2 separate regions of the Anas platyrhynchos genome follow, and region 1 is linked to region 2. The links are chromatin contacts, called in public Hi-C maps. All regions are on one chromosome and are shown on one strand. The core of a region is the stretch at or near the end of the contact, and the rest is flanking DNA. Distances in the headings are between cores, read along the strand shown. Region 1 holds the start of LOC119717941. Region 2 has its middle 63 kb from the start of HEPH.

Evidence for each region. A called contact is a pair of places that touch in the nucleus more often than the background predicts.
Region 1: a Hi-C map of subcutaneous adipose tissue shows a contact between it and region 2, with 4 times the contacts expected there. The contact joins the promoter of LOC119717941 here to the enhancer-like site in region 2. A contact is called at or near these places in 3 of 8 Hi-C or Micro-C datasets (skeletal muscle and subcutaneous adipose tissue).

Annotation. Positions count from the first base shown.
Region 1 is chr10:24,855,711-24,858,410 of IASCAAS_PekinDuck_T2T, forward strand. It overlaps LOC119717941, which reads left to right and starts at 1,360. Exons shown (of 15, transcript XM_038184637.2): 1 at 1,360-1,518.
Region 2 is chr10:24,817,381-24,820,080 of IASCAAS_PekinDuck_T2T, forward strand. No RefSeq gene overlaps it. Among named protein-coding and RNA genes, the nearest start is that of HEPH, 63 kb to the left of the region's middle. Within about 2 kb of position 1,346, at least 5 of the 8 cell types and tissues checked have an H3K27ac peak or open chromatin away from gene starts, as enhancers often do. A contact at or near this core is called in subcutaneous adipose tissue, where this site is marked.

The DNA.
Region 1 (2,700 bases), core at 110-2,609, 38 kb after region 2:
GGGAAGGGAAGGGAAGGGAAGGGAAGGGAAGGGAAGGGAAGGGAAGGGAAGGGAAGGGAAGGGAAGGGAAGGGAAAGTTCCGCTGGAAAATTTCTGACCATTTTGTATTGCAATAGATTGTAGACAGAAGTAGGACTGGTAGGTTGTGGTTGCAGTCTCTCACCCAAACAGCCAGAATCTAACTGGAGAAAAGATGCAAAGTGGAAAGCCTGAAAAGAAAGAGGTGAGAAAGCTGGAAGGAGGAAGAGGGGGGGGGTCAGGAGAAGATCATGCGATACAGAGGAAATGGCTACAACTTGATGGTTGCAAATACACTGATGTGTACCATTGAGCTGTAACCAAAATTTTCCTCCCGAAGGAATGAATGGACCGCTATGTTGGGCCAGATTTTGGGGGACTGTCTATGGAAATATGTAAGGAATGATACAGCAAAGTGGGAAGCCGACTGGTGTTAGAAGCTGGAAAATCAGGTGAGCAAGGCTATTCCGGTAGATCTGGGCATGAAAGTGAAGGAAGAAATTGGCAATACCTTGTAAAGTTATGCTGAGGTGCCTGGACTTGTAGGGACAACCGCTTTCCAGAGCAAGAACATGACCATCTCTGGCCCCATCAGTTCTTGGTTCTGCTGCTCAGTATGCCCGCAAAAGCTATCTGTTAGCATGAATTTCTGTGTAGCTTTTTCACCATATTTAGCCCCTGACTCCACCCTTGGGCAATACCCACAGTGAAAAGTGAGTTTCTGCACCACTGGGGATAGCAAAAACATCTCCTAGCCTGCATTCTATGCCAGGTTCTCTTTGCGTTGCTTTGTAGTTTTCCAGCCTGCAACAACTTGTGCTTAAACCCTGCCCAGAAACACTTTCAACAGGCAGATCCTGCCCTTTTCCTCCAGCACGACTCCTTTTTTTCTCTTTTTTTCTCCTCAGTGCTTTGAGCAAACAAAGGACCCTCAGGTGAACAAGCAGATGGGTGGATTCATCCCAGCAGGATGAGTCTGGCACATGCCAACCCACCACGCTCTTCGCGCTGGGTGAATTTTCCCACTCGTCGCGTTTCTCTGGAGGGAGCGCAGGCTGGGAGTGCCGGCAGACCTCGCTGCGGCTGCTCGCCCGCGGAGGACCGGGTCGTTCCCCCGGGCACCCACAGCCGGGCGGGCGAGCGGGCGAGGACGGGGCTCATCCCACGGGCTTTCCCACCTCCGCCAAGCCCCAGCCCCGCGTCCCCCCACCGCCCGTGCCCGAGAGGAGCAGGGCGCCGCCCGGCCCCTCCGTCCCTCCCTCCGCCGCCCGGCCCGCCCCGGCCGCCGCGCCCGGCCAATGCCGGCGCCGGGCGGAGCTGCCCCGCTCGCAGCGGCCCCGCGGCTCCGCGGAGCTCCGCTCGCCGCCGCCGCCGCCGCCACCGAGCGCGCAGCTCCCGCCGCCGCCGCCGCCGTGCACCATGCGGCGCGTCGCGCCCCGGCCGCGGGCATGACTCGGCCGCAGCGCCCCGAGCTGCGCCGCGGGCTCCGCGCGGAGCCAGGCAAGTACCGCGGCGCCAGCGCTGCCGGGCTGGCCGCCCTCCGCCGAGCCGGCAACCCCCGCCGGCCTCCCGCTGGGGCGGGGGTCTCCGCCCGTCCCCCGGAGGTGGCGGCGTCCCTCGAGTAGGTGGCGCTGGGCGCCTCGGAGGGTCCGCCGAGCCGGGCGCGGAGGCGCTGGGGCAGGGGGAGCCGCCGGCAGCCGGAGGGGAGGCCGAGGGGCTGGCGTGCTCAGCCCGGCTGCGGAAGGGAAGGGAGGCAGGGGGAGGCGGGAGAGCTCGGGTGCGGGTGCGCACGTGGAGCCGGGGATCCGTCTGTCGTGGGACGGGTCAGGAAGGAAACAGCCGGAAAATTCCCGCAGCACGCAGCTTTGAGAGCGGTTTTGCTTGGGGCGTGTTCGCAGTAGGCTTCTCCAGAGTGGTGGCAGAATCACAGCGCTTTTGCCTCTCCGTGCTTTTGCAGGAGACCCGTCGAATGAGTTTTACGTTTGTGTCAGGTCATCGTGGCAGGCAAAACAGCCCATGTGTTACTGCCTCGTGTTTTGAGACCCGTGTCTCCTGTGGTGTGAAGAGCATGTGGCGGTGGCTCCAGCAAAGCAGAAAGCGTGCTGGTGGGGAAAAGATGCTCAGCCTGTACTGAGTGGCAGTTGCCTCTAGTGATTCTTTTAAAAGCAGTAAAGCAAACAATAGAGTATCGAACTAGCTTGGAGTTAGGCTGAAATAATGGAAAATAAGGGAAAACCGTAAACATTACTCAAAATGCCAGTTTGAAATTCTGAGAACAAATCATCCAGAACAAACAGTAGCTGAGTGGAACAATTTTCTTTGGAGGCTGTTTCCACTGGAATAAATAGCAAGTTCAGTTAAACAAACAAACAAAAAAAAAAGGTCTGCAGTTAGCTGTAATACTAATAGTGCTTGCCAAGGGCTGGAGAGTGCCCAGAACCAAGAGAGACTTGGAAAGATCCATACAATCCAGTGAAGTATTATTGCACCTTTTACTGCCTGTTCTGGGGGTGCTTGTAGCTTTTACCTACAAAGCCCTAACTGGAGCAGTTGAGACTGATGTCTGGTTTTCCCTTTCCTTCCTGTCTTCTATTTTCAGAACATCCCTTAGCATTTCTTTTCCTAATGGGACCCTCTGCTGATGCCTTCTGTGTAATCCAAAGCATTGCTGTGATCTATTTT
Region 2 (2,700 bases), core at 96-2,595:
AAACAGACCAAAATATCTCCAGCACCCAGTATCTATTTCCAGCACATCTTTCCTTGTGTGAAGGAGTTCTTGAGACATTCCAGGGCATTTTCCATGCCAGGGAAATTCCATCAGCACATCTCTTCACACTGGAATGTTTCTCAGGCTATTGCCCACAGCAGGGATGCAGGCTGAAATGCCAGCACGTAGTCATCAAGAATTTCTCCACCTTTCCCAGAGCATCTGAGTTGTTTGACATCATTTACTCATTCAGATATGAATCAAAGACTCCTTCAAGCAACAGCATAGAAAATGAAAAGAAGTTCTATTGAGCCTAATGGCTTAATCTTATCCCATGATGTGAGTGAACTTTTGAAAACCCCAGTCTGAAAAGTTCAAATATATAAGTACAAAAATGACTCTTTTACAAGCAGCTTATGGAGCATCGCACAAGTCCATCAAGTTATATAAAAAGAATATTTTAAGCAGCCAGTGATTTTACACAACCTTATCCAGACTGTGAACTTGCACATTCGGCACCAAGAGAGACACAAAATTGCCCATCTGAGCACATTGCCTGAGCAAGGTATTAGTGTCAGAGCACCAATTACCCTGCTGAGCAGGTTACGATGCCACCAGGCGATTAGGCTGCCTGTAGGCTGTCTGCAGGGCAGGCTGGGAGGTCTTAATAGGGTCATGCCTGTTCTCATGGCCTCCTGTCACAGACTGGGTAAATATGGATGTTGAATCTTAAAACTGTTCTACCGAGCATCACTTCTACGCGCTATATTAAGGCTTTACCTAAAGATTTGTAGCTTTTAGTAGATACGAGACCAAATCTAGAGTGACTGATACATGAAAGTGCCTCCACGGCAGGGAACATGCTTTGCACCCAAAGCCACTGCTCCGTGCTCACATTACTAATTGCTCTGGCCTCCTCTAGGATTGTATTTCCATTGCCCTCCTTCTGTCTCCATGCCCCAAACAATCTGCACATCCAGCAGAGCTCTTAAAGCACACAGGGCCCACCTCTGGCTGCCACCTGGCTCTTGGCGGTGGTCAGTGGAAAAAGCACGCGCGCCTGTAGCGAGATGAGCGGGCACCGGCAGGCGGCCAGACCCGACCGGTGCTCACAGAGCGTTTCAGGAGGGGAGGCCCAAGACGAGCGCGCTCCTTGAAATCTCGAGGGAGAACCCGAAACGACCGCGAGGCGCCCCCGCTCCGAGGGCTGCGGGGCCGGGCGGTGAGGGCGGCAGGGCCCCGCTCCGCCGCGGGGTGGCGCTGCCGCCCAACGCCAGCCGCGAGCCCCGCGCCGCGCCGGGCTGCAGCGCGGCTCTGGGCGCAGCGCAGCCGCTGCCCCCCCTGGCTGTGCGTTAACGGGGCCGCTACGCGGGGGCACGGGGCGGCTCCTGGCCGGTGCCGTGCGGAGCGGGCTGCTCGCTGAGCGTGCCGAAGGAGTCCGGCTGCCTTCGCTGCCTCGGGTGGCCGGCTGCTTGGCAGAGCCCCTTTTTCCATGACGGGCGGTGCTGTGGGAACTGCATGGGAACATTCTTTGCAATCCTGGGCTTACAATCTCTCCAGGGAAAGAGCTGCTGGTCTGAAAAATACAAGGGCGACTTTTCAGTCTGGGGTTGGATTTTGTTTTTAAAGTTCGTGTAAAAATAATGCAAATAAAGGCTTGTGCCCGCTCGTGGAGCCCAGAAGACGGAGCGGTGGAGCAGTGGCAGAGACATTTTCCCAGGCAGCTTAGAGCAGTCCTGCTGAATAACAGCTACTGAAGTCAAAGCAGCAGTACTGAATCCTTTGCCCTGGGAATTGCCATCCTACCGGCTAAATGTGACCTTTAGTATTATTTTGTCGGCTCTAGCTGACAGTCAGTTCTGCTAGAACTTGATTAAGAAGACAAAGAAGGGCCTGGTAATTGCAGTAATCCTAGGAAGCTGGTTCATGTCAACATCCCAACCAAGCAATTATCAGAACCATCACAGCCAGCTGCCTGCCTCATCCCTCCCAGTCCCAACATCTCAGTTGTACATCCAAGCACAGTGCGTTTTGGAGAGCAACTCTATTCCCTGAGCTTCTATGAGCAGAGATGCTGGCAGACTCCCAGAATGGACCGGTGCCTGCTCACAGGGTATGTTCTGTGTCTGCACAAGGTTGCCTTCTTGTCAAGCACCTGTCACCTCACTGAGCTGCTGCACAGAGGTAAGCGTCAGGTGTGTTTTTCAAGCAGTAGCTGCCTTCCTCAGCAAAACAGCAGAGACACCAAGACAGAGAACTTGAGGAAGTGGGCTGTCTGTTCTTCCACACAACTACTATCTCTGGTTCATTTTGGCAGGTGTAAGAGAAAATGGACAGTCTTCACAAAGGACAGATTTAGGTGCAGGATCCATTTTGCAAGGGCAAAGCAGGCTTCCAGCACATAGAGGCAGAGCTGCTTTGACCATCAAGACACAAAAATGAGCTCTACTGTTTTCCCCAATTTGCTTTGCTCAGTTTCCTTCAGCCTGACCCAGGCAAATGTAATTCTCTTTATCTGGCAGTTACAGTCCTGTAAATTCTGCAATGGTTTCCAGTACGGATGAGCGCTGGAACGTTTTATGCTACTAGTGCCTCCAGGCAGGGAAAGTGTGAGGGGCAAAAGGGATAGGTGAGTGAAAGACCACACCACACAGCCAGCACTTGGAATGCGGATGAGGTGTCAGCTGCGGTGCAATGCGT